Linked DNA regions of Xenopus laevis: region 2 is linked to region 1. The links are chromatin contacts, called in public Hi-C maps. All regions are on one chromosome and are shown on one strand. The core of a region is the stretch at or near the end of the contact, and the rest is flanking DNA. Distances in the headings are between cores, read along the strand shown.

The links. Hi-C and Micro-C count contacts between places; a contact is called where the count stands out from the background.
Region 2: a contact with region 1 is called in a Hi-C map of the XL177 cell line, with 3 times the contacts expected there. The contact joins the promoter of dok6.L here to the enhancer-like site in region 1. A contact is called at or near these places in 2 of 4 Hi-C or Micro-C datasets (the XL177 cell line and the XTC cell line).

Annotation. Positions count from the first base shown.
Region 1 is chr6L:107,369,595-107,375,211 of Xenopus_laevis_v10.1, forward strand. It overlaps the pseudogene LOC108718542. Among protein-coding and RNA genes, the nearest start is that of socs6.L, 100 kb to the left of the region's middle. Within about 2 kb of position 3,562, at least 1 of the 7 cell types and tissues checked has an H3K27ac peak or open chromatin away from gene starts, as enhancers often do.
Region 2 is chr6L:107,611,659-107,617,275 of Xenopus_laevis_v10.1, forward strand. dok6.L (docking protein 6) reads right to left here and starts at 2,472. Exons shown (of 9, transcript XM_041566352.1): 1 at 2,259-2,472. The coding sequence starts at 2,324.

The sequences.
Region 1 (5,617 bases), core at 2,312-4,811:
AAAGTTAAATAATTAAAAAAACTCTAAAAATAAAAAATGAAGGCCATTTGCAATTACCGCTATCTATTTTAAACGAGAAGTTCATTTAAAGGTAAAAAAAGGAACAAAGTCGACCTTTTGCAGGTGCTTTTTAAGTTTAAAGACATATATCTACAATATAAAAAGGTATATTAAAAGGAAGCATTAATTAATACTAATGTACATGAAGTTAAAGGGAAACTTTTGTTGTTATTGATGCTTAATAATTCTTTTTAAAAAGTTGGTGTTTTTTTAGTTTGAGATACAAAAGGCGTATTAGTGTTCTTCCTTTGACTTCCCTACTAAATACATATTTCATCTTACAAACATTATTCTTTAGCTGCCAACTATTCACAGCATCTTTACTCACTGCAAAAAGTGTTAGTAGGAGAAACATACAAATAGTTCAATATAAACCACTGCTATAAAAAACATACAACAAAAAATATCCACTACAGTTTAGTGGATACTTTACAATAATGTCTGATCCCTTTTAAAATTCTGAGTGCAGGATTTTGTAATCCTTTGTTTTTCTGACATTAGAAATTAAACTCGCTATGAGAATTTTTTTATCAAAATGTATCTAATAGTATTTATCTTGCCTTATAACTTTAATATACCCCATTCACAGGCTTAGACTAAGGTCACGTGCTGTGGATACACTGCTTGTTTGGCCTCTACCACCATGTGTATATGTGTGCAGCAATATTAATAAATACATAGTAATATATACAAATTAACAGATTTACAGTAGCCAATACATGATATGATAAAAGAGTAGATGAGAATTTTGGTGGCACCAACTATCTTATATAAGAAAGTGACATGATTTAGTTTTAGTTTAGATGAGAAGTAATGATAAACTTAAGGCATTGGGTCTGGGTATATGGAGTAATAAAGGAATCTTTAATGGGAACAGACACTTCTAGGATCATATGGGTGTTGGATGAGGGAAAGAGGACCATTTATGTATGAGAGATTTAGTTTAATGTAGTACTGGGACATCCAAGAAGAGATAGCTGACAAGAAGAGAAGACTCTGGAGGGCTCATCTATAAACTTTGTACATTGCAGAATGATTAACACATTGAACATATTTGCCTTGCGCATGATTATATTTATAAAGCTGAATAAGAGTGGTGTATATTTAATGTGCATACAGAATTGCAAATTTTTATTTGCACTACGAATGTCCCCAATACATGACAAGGGGACTCCTCAATTGACCCTTTGCCTTCAGCTATCCCATTGAACCCCATTGTTACATACAGTAGTGAGACAACAGTCAGAAATAGTGAAAATGGCCACAGCATTTATTCACATTTTATTAAATAAATAGGACCTTGCCAGCCTCACCCCAAGGCAAAATCCAAAGCCAGAATTCCATAAAAGATTGCTACTATGCTCTGCCGCTCCTCACTTGAGATCAGCACTATGTCATTATATCCACCACTGAGTATTAGGTTGCCTCTACCTACAGATAGGATCGCCCCAAACTCTGCTACGAGCAGGAGCTGCATCTCCCACCATGAGAGAGGTTCAGCAGCCCTGCTGTCGGTCTGGAATCTGCAGTGTGTTGATGATAGAAAATCTAAGCAGGCTGTCACCTAGTACAAGCTGTAGTAGCGTCTTTATCAATCAACCCATTGTGCAGTCACAGGAGAGAACCTCCTTTTTCCCTCTTCTAAATTTACCTGTGCAGTACTCTGGCAAAGTCCTACCGCTGCTGTGACAAATAAAACTTAAAATACATTATCATATATCCACTGTTTTGATCCAGAGGAAGGCAAAAAAAAAACCCAGCCTGAAGCCACTGCCAATTATGTCTCAAGGGGGAAAAAATTCCTTCCTGACCCCAATGGCGATCTGAAACATTCCCTGGATCAAGCATTTGACATTCAATAAAATGGACTAATAACATGCAAACTCTCTCATGTTTATACTGTATAACTATACCGAAACCACAATATAACAGTACATGCAGGAATACATCCACATTTGCTATTAATAGATAATATGAGAACATAAAGAGAAGCTCCTGAAATTTCACAAAATATGCAAAAAAGGGGAGGGTGGGATGTTTCTACCTGCTCAAAAGATAAGGAAGTGAACTGCTTCTTCCCCTGACATCACATCTCTGTCTTTCTCCGCCCCCAGCCTGGCATTTTCCTGCCTTAACTCATTCCTTCTCACCCACTCACAGCTACAACTGATTCTGCCAATCTTTAAATATAAACCAGTGTAATTTGGCTGCTAGTCATTCGGATCCCTTGTCATGCAGCCCCTGCATTTATAGCTCCAGGGCTTTCCTTTCTTTTAAATGTGGCATCATTGCAAATATATATGTGCACACTTGGCGTTTCAGTTACGTCACAACTTTTGTGACAAAATATTTGCAAAACAGTTTTTTGCAAATTGTGAATTTAAATTACAGACAGCACTATTTTTGCACACAATGACCCTGCACTCAAGCACCTGTCTCATTTGTGAGCCATTTGTGAATATTTGTGTACAATGCAAATTTGCAAAAACCAGAATGACCAGCACAGCAGTGCAATTTTACAGCATTCAGGGAGAAACACGGGCAAAACAACCATTTGAGAATAAATATGTGTGCACAAACTCTATAAATTACCCCCTGGGGGTATTATCAGAGTAGAGGTGGTATTAGAGACCACAATAATGGATTAGTTTGCCCAGAGAGAAAGTATAGAGAGAAACTAATAAGGGACTAGGACAGAGCCTTGAATACCCCACCAGAGAGAGAGAGAAGTAAAGGGAGAAGATGGTGCTTTTTGTAGGAGACCAGGCCACATTGATGCCGAAAATGAGTGTTTACAAATTTTTAAGATAATGTTGTGAGCCAAGGACTGCACCCAGAAATAAATAATCCTGTGCCATAGCCTTAATTTACTTTTTTTGTGATATTAAAATATGTGATGCAACATATACAATCTCACATACAAAAAAGGGAAAGTTGTGCTCACCACTAAATTTTAAACCATTCGACAGGGTGCAATGAGGCTATGACCACAATAGGTCCTCTGCACTATCCCATTATTAATATCAATGTCTTCCCCTTTAAACAAAACAGGGATTGTTTGCTAGTGTATTCAAGCTGGCAAACTTTGCCAAAGTCACCCCTGGTCTGGCCAGTCCTCCTCTCTCTTTCATATGATTCATTAGGATGCCCTTTTATTGGCCACCACTGGGATCACCTGACTGTAGCTGGAAAGGGTGAGAGCCACAACATGGAGCTGGTCACTGCTCCTGTATTAATGTCCTATATTTATATAGCACAGGCATGTCCAAAGTGCCACCCGTTTTCAAATTTACACCGGCTCTCAGCCTGTCAGGACTGCCAGAAGAACCCGACGGCACTGCTCACCTTCCCGGTAGTCGCAATGAAAATCTAAGATGGCGGCACCCATGTTGAACACATGGGTGCAACGTCACTGCATGATGACGTCATCAGTGGTGCCGATGAAAATCCAAGATGGCGGCACCCATGTTAAACACATGGGTGCAGCGTCTCTGCATGATGATGTCATCACTGGTGCCGGGATTTTGTCATAAAAGGGCGCCATGGACACTGAAACCCTGCCTGGTATTCTTGCCTGCATTGTACCTGGGTGGTTCCTGTGAAGATTTCCTGTTTGTTCCCTGATCTTGATCCCTGCTTGTTCTGGACTTTGACCCTTCGCTGCCTGCCTGAAGATCTTTGCCTGTGACCAGACTATTCTCTTGTTTAACCCTTCGGATACCTCGATCTTGGACTCTTGTTCCTGGCTTCTTCCTTGGTCCGTACTACTCCATTTGGGAGCCGATAGGCCCCCTGACACAGCCTCCATCATGAAATTAATAATAATGAGGCCCCCCCAGCACAGTGCGATCAGGAACCCATAGCAGTAATATTAAGGCACATTAGTGAAATGATCTGCCACTTACTGGCATGTAGAGACGCGCTGTTTTCGTATACTTCTTTAGGGCTGAAGGTGTCAATAGACGTATTGATGTGCCAGTACAGTAAACTAAAGAAGTATGGCGTCACTACATGACAGTACATGTCTATTGCTAACACCTTCAGCACACAGGCAGCAGTATAGACCAAGTGGCAGATCATTTCACTAATGTGCCCAAATATTACTGCAACGATTACTCGATTACTGTAATTTAATGTTAATGGTTCAAAGAATGTCAGGCTGAATGGTCGGCCCCCACACATTTTCACTTTACCAAATCTGGCCCTCGTTGCAAAAAGTTTGGGCACCCCTGATATATATAGGACATTAAGGTGTGCAATGCACAATGCCTTAAAACTGGGTACTTAGGATTACTTTTAGCCATTTGTTTTTTTTTTGTTTTGTGTTCATCTTTAAAGATATGTACTGCATTAAAGACGATTCTCTCATATTTACTTCAAGGACACCTTGTCATTTCATATCAAACTTGGAATACTTTTATTGAATCTATTTATCCAGTAATACCCATTTTACAGGTACAGTCTTATATTTTAACATCATTTGAAAAGCTGATTTATCTTCATTTCCTTATTTTTCTTATGATTGTGTTTTCTTTAGTTTTTTTTTCCTGCATTTTAATAAATTTAATTTTATTGAGGCCAATCCATTCTAACATGGATGCTGATTTCTACCACATATTCTTCAAAATACAGCTATGCTTTATGGTTCATTTACTGCAGTATAAGCCACGCTTGGAAGGGAAGAGCATGGCAGATGTAAATTGATTTAGCTCCCTGAACACTGTCATAGTCTGGGCAAAAGAGCTCACACCTGCATTTCTAGGCATTTTTCATTCAAGTGAATTAGAGTTGTGGGAGGAAATTGTGGTTAATTTTCAGCTGGGTGAAATACACCTGCTGAAAATTGCCCCATGTGAATTCAGTTTGAGCCACAGAATATATAGATAAGGATGTGAAAATACAGACAACATTTTCTAATGTATTTATATTGGGCCAAGGGTAATTAAATGGTTGAATTTCACTGTACAAATAAGTATGCACCATTTTGAACAAAAGCATTGCCTACTTTGTGCTAATGAAATGAACTGGTAGCAGTTTGTTTTGTTAGAACACCATAGACAACGAGTGCTCTGCTTTCTTTAACTCTTTTACTTTCCTATTGGTTATTTTTCTTCTCTCTCTCTCTCTCTCTCTCTCTCTCAAAGATGCAAAAAAAAAAAAGGAATATAAGCACAGTTTGCCAGTCTTCACCAGAATTGAATGACAGGTTCCCTTTTAATTAGTAACAGATTTTTAGTGTTGTCTTCTGTATGTGGAAAAAATTAAGATATGTCGTCTGATAAAATAAACCTGCCCATGATTCACCATTATTGTCTTTAGAGTCTGTTCTATGGCCATGGTTATCAAAATGGTTAGCAGTACATTTAGGGGCAGATTTATCAGGTCGAGGTGATTTTTTGTGTACTTCGACTAGGGAATAGTCCAAATTCGATTCGAATTTGTAAAAAAAATTTGAATTTCGAAATTTATCATATACTGTCTCTTAAAAATTCGACCGACCATTCGGCATCTAAAACCTGCCAAATTGCTGTTTTAGCCTATGGGGGACCACCTAGAA
Region 2 (5,617 bases), core at 1,222-3,721, 240 kb after region 1:
ATGTGAATATGAAATAGATGATATTCACATATTGCTACAAATAAGTTATGCTTGACACATGTGATATGTATCATATTTTTTATTTAAACAAACACCAAAAACTACTTTTTTTTAGCCTTAAAATAACAGCAACAAGCTAATGGCTATTATAGTACTGACAGTTTCATAAAACCTTGTCAAATTCCCAGTGTCAAAATATCAAAAGTACAAACTTTGAAATAAAACACAGAATATATCTATTATCCAGAAACCCATTATCCAGAAAGCTCTGAATTACGGAATGGCCATCTTCCATAGACTCCCTTTTATCCAAATAATACAAATTTTTGAAAATGATTTCCTTTTTCTCTGTAATAATAAAACTGTACCTTGTACTTGATCCCAACTAAGATATAATTAATCCTTATTGGAAGTAAAACCAGCCTTTTGGGTTTATTTCATTTTTAGACTTAAGGTATGAAGATCAAAATTACAGAAATACCAGTTATCCGGAAAACCCCAGGTCCCAAGCATTCTAGATAACTAGTCCCATACACACAAACACACACATATATATATATATATATATAATATATATATTTTTTTTAAAAGATACTGAAGAATTTCTGAAGTTATACAGCTTTGTACATGTTTTGGCATGTGCTTAATGTAATAAAGTTGCTAGATTAAGACTAGTTAGTCGAGTTATGTTGGAAGTTGCACAGAAGGAATAAAGCTTTATCTAGACATTTGATTCAGATATCTCCCCATTTGGCCAATTCATCAATTCATTTAGGAGCATATTTATCAAGGGTCGAATTTCGAATTGAAAAAACTTCGAAATTCGAATTCATAAAGACCAACAGAAATTAAGTAGAAGTTAGAAGGTTTTTTTTTTGGTCAAGTAGGTCCGTTTTCGGCCGAAATCAAATTGTATGAATCTAAGGAATATTGCATTAGATCGAATTCGATTCAAAGTTTTTCCCCAAAAAAACTTCGATTTTTCAAAGTCTCCCAATTGACTCCAAATAGGAGTCAATAGAACAGCAATTCGGCAGGTTTTAGATGGTGAATGGTCAAAGTCGAGTTTTTCAAGAGATGGTACATGCTAAATTTCGATATTCAAAATTTTTTTTTTCGAATTTGGACTATTCCCTAGTCGAAGTACACAAAAAATAGCTCGAAATTCGAATTTTTTTCATTCAAAAATTCACCTCGACCGTTGCTACATCTGCCCCTTAGTGTACTGTGTGATGTTAATACAAAGTTTGCTCCATCTTTAATTCAACAGCTTCTAGAAGGCCACAGGTTGCACATTTCTATTCCAGCCTTTTCGCATCACACTGCCTTGCCAAGATCTGTAATCATTCAGTTCCACAGTATAAAAAAAATGCAATGCATAATAAAACACACAAAATACAAATAAATGTCACTTGCCGCACCCAATCCAGTCCTGCCAACCTATCACAGAAAAAGGCTAATCTTTCAGTTCCAAACCTGCCAAGCCGATATACATTATTTAATTGGCTTTTGGAGATGTAAGGGAGAAATTACTATAATGAACTGGAAAAAAAGTCCATGCACCTTATCAATGTAAATGAGAAACTAGAAAATGTACTGTGAAGTGTCAATAAACAATTTCATGCAGTAATCATTGACGTTCCAGTTTTGTTAAATGAAACACAAAGCAGGAAAGTAATTCAACACAATTTGACAGCAAACTTTCTTTTTTACCAGCCCCGTAATAATGAATACCCTTTTTATATTTGGCTGTAGAGTTTATAAATATATATATGCTGTACATTCAATCCAAAATAAATGATTATAATTGGCATTCACAGTTGATCTAATGTGATCTCCATTCATTTGACTAGCCTTAATCCACTCATCCTAACAACACATAGTCAGCTGGCAAGGTTATTCGCCTGATTCCAGAGCAGAGGATCAATGTGCTGTTTGACTGAAATACATCCTCTACAAGCAATATCAATGTGATCCCGGCAAGAAGGTAAATCCAGTACAAAAGCCTCTAATGTAAAGCTCCCAGCATGAGCAAGGATAAATGAATCTGCCTCGTACCAGCACGCAGCACTTTCACAGAACTAGCACTAGCAATGCAGTCAAAGGCTTCCCTCGCTAGGATTTGATTCTTTTTCATACACAATGCTTTTAAATGCTTAAATAAAGGCTACCAGTCAAACAAAATGAGATCACTGTAAAAGAGGATTGGTTTACAAAATCACCCTAAAAAACAGGGAAAGCACGGCAAACAGACTTACCCCAAGCTTTTTGCTGCGGATTCTAACGTAGCCTTGCTTTACAATATCATTGAAGTTAGATGCCATAGCCAGCTTATTCGCTTTCTCTTTCAGCCTACTGCTCTGGATTGATTCATGCACTCTCCCTGAGCTTCTGCATGTGTTTCTGAAAAAGCGGCAGCAACAGCATTGCTAGCTGACTGGCTGAGCTGTCTCTGTGTCTAGGAGTTTAACAGCAGGAGCTTACAGCGAAAGCAGCCACTCAGTGTCACTGTTCTGCACCCCCTCCTTATCCTTTACCATGCTTTATTGGATATGTAAACTGCAAAATGCAAGCCTTCGTAGAATAGGTGAATGGCTTGAAACCTCTGCATCACAATCTCTTATACATTTACGTCATGCATAATTAGGTCTTGTCCATACCTTTGCCCTCAATGATTCTTATTTTTATCACAAATTTTATTTCCATATTTTATTTAATGCTGTTTAAGGTAGATGTACTATGACAAATTCTGTGCAAAGTGGTTACCTTTAATTCTGAGTATATATATATATATATGGCTTAAATAAATTGACAGGCCCTGTGATATAGGGTAGACTTGGCTATGTCAGCATTGGCCGCACGGGGTTCTTACTCACAGAATATCTTAACCATGAGCAACAAGTTTATTTGCTAACAGGTAACAGAACAGCAGCCATAGCAGCAATAACAATGAGGCTTATGGTACACTTCGAGTTCAGCATTCTGTAATGAAGAACATGTAATGTCTGAAATCTGGTGCAGTTGTACATTTTCGGGGGTTCAAAGTCCAAATTTATCTCAACCTTTCCAGCCACAAACTCCGATCTTATCCGCATGTTTTTTTTTATGTGTATTTATTACTAGATTTTACAGAAAAATTGCTTTGTGGGAAAAAATCCGTATTTTACGATTTTTTTCCCGAAAACCAGACAATCTCCGAAATCTTCAGGGTATTGCACAAAACACAGTGCACATCAAGAAATCATTGGGACTTCTCCCATATGCAACCATGACAGGTCTGAAGATTTTCTGATTCGGACTTTTCCATCCTCTGGGTATAATAAATTTAGAAAAAATTGTTATTTTGTCTGATTTTATACTAAAAAAAGCACACATTTTTCAAGATTTTTGCATTTGGAGTTTAGTATATAATCCCCATAATGTATCCATCTGTGAACATTGTGTACGAGTCCCATATTTGTGGTCATTCTGTTGTCATCACAGTAGTGTAAGCGTTTTTTACAGAATTAAAATCCCAGTATATGCTTACCTGATTATTTCTGCAGGAAATACTTATGATTATGACAGGAAAATGTCATTAAGCCCTTAAAGACAATGGCACAAGATGATTGTGGCATTTTTAGTCAGGGTGACTTGGGGGCTTTGAACTGCAATTGCCTGGCGTGTGTGTGCACTCCTAATATGAAAGCATACGGAATTGCTGTGTGACATTATCCTAAACTCTTTAAAAGAAAGTTTACATTTAGAAATGTGGTAAATCAACTTATTCTTCAACTACTTAAACAATAAAAGCACATAAGGCAGGTTTTTTTGAAATACATTATTTAATGTGTTGGACAGGTTAAGCAGTTCAGATGTTAAGGGCTGGACTCCACAAGTGTTTTTGGTCGGATCAACGCCTGCCAACAAAACGCATGCCACAAGTCGGGTGAAGTCGCACGCGTGAAGATATAATTGGACTGAATGAAAAGTAAAGTAACAGCTACTTTACATCTGATGCGACGGATCGTGTAGTTGTTAACTCCAACTTTTCATTCAGTCCAATTATATCTTCACACGTGCGACTCCATCCAACTTGTCCCGTGCGTTTTGTCGGGTGGCGTCGATCCGACCAAAAAACGCTTGTGGTATCCAGCCCTTATTGTCTATTGTAAGGACTCATCCTGGTGGTCTAGTGGGTGGTGGGGACGATCAACGTATGCATCCTTTTACTACTGCACCAGTTTCTCCTATGGCGCACACTTCTGGGTTTTATGTGCCGGCGTGATGTCACACCGCTTTGCTGCAAAATTTGAAAGTATTTAAAGGGATTTTGAATTACAAAGGGATTTTGAATTACACGCATTGCCCGTTGTTAGGTTCTATTTGTTAGTTTCCTGGGTGTGTATTCTTCATGAATCCAACTTGCTTAATTGTTACTGAACCTTGCCTGCCTACTGACTATTCTGAACTCTCCAATCTGACCCCTGCTGACTAATCTACGTTCTCCAATCCTGATCTTAGCCTGCACCGACCCGCCTTATCTGACTATTCTCAACTCTACTTGTACTGGCCCGGCCTGCCTGTCCATGCTATATTGTCTAGCTGTGTTGTCTTTCATTCAATATTCTTGGTAAAATGATTGTGCCCCTTTGCTCGTCCAGAACTTTTTTGCTTTACTCCTCTCTTATTAAGATCTGGTGGCATCCAATTAGTGGAGGGCTCCTCCCAAAGTGAAAGGCGGCTATTTAAGGCAGAAGCAAAAGCCAAGACCAGGGAGCCTAGCACTGGTTCTAGATCTAGCGTGCGGAATGTGACACCAATCACTTAAGAAACTTACACGGTGGGATGAAATTAAGCATTGCAGCATTAAAGGGATTGTTCAGCTTTGGGTTAACTTTTAGTATGATGAAGAGAGTGCTATTTGGAGACCATTTGCAATTGTTTTTCACTTTTAACTATTTGTGGGGTTTGAGTTTTAAGCTTTTTATTCAGCAGCTCTCCAGTTTAAAATTTCAGCAATCGGGTAGCTAAGGTTTAAATTATTCTAGCAACCATGCATCGATTTGAATAAGAGACTGTAATATGAATAGGAAAGGGCCTGCATAGAAAGATGAATAATAGCAATAACAGTACTTTGTAGCCTTACAGGGCATTTGTTTTTTAGATTGGATCAGTCCATTTGATTACTGGAAATCTGAACATGAAGGCAAATAATTAAAAAAAACTATAAAAAAAATAATGAAGACCAATTGGAATTGGCCATTCTATAACGAATTAAAAGTTAAGGAAAATGTGAACCACCCATTAAAGGTCACTATGGGGGCATGTGCAAGGCCTCTCTCAAAATCACATGTATAACTTGATATGCCTTATTACTGAGATCATATAGATATATATATTTATAAACACAGGTGCTAAATGTCACAAGTGCAATTGCCATTAGAAATCAATCAGTAATTTGTTTTGGTCTAATACAAGTTGCAAAATTATTAAAGCAATGACCTAATTGGCTACTACTTGTGCAGTCTAGCAGATATATTTGTAAAGCAGTCCTACCGAGTAAACTATATCCTTTAAAGAGCTTAATTATTGATTTACTAAGAAGCTAAGCTAGGGACAAGAAAACCATTCAGCT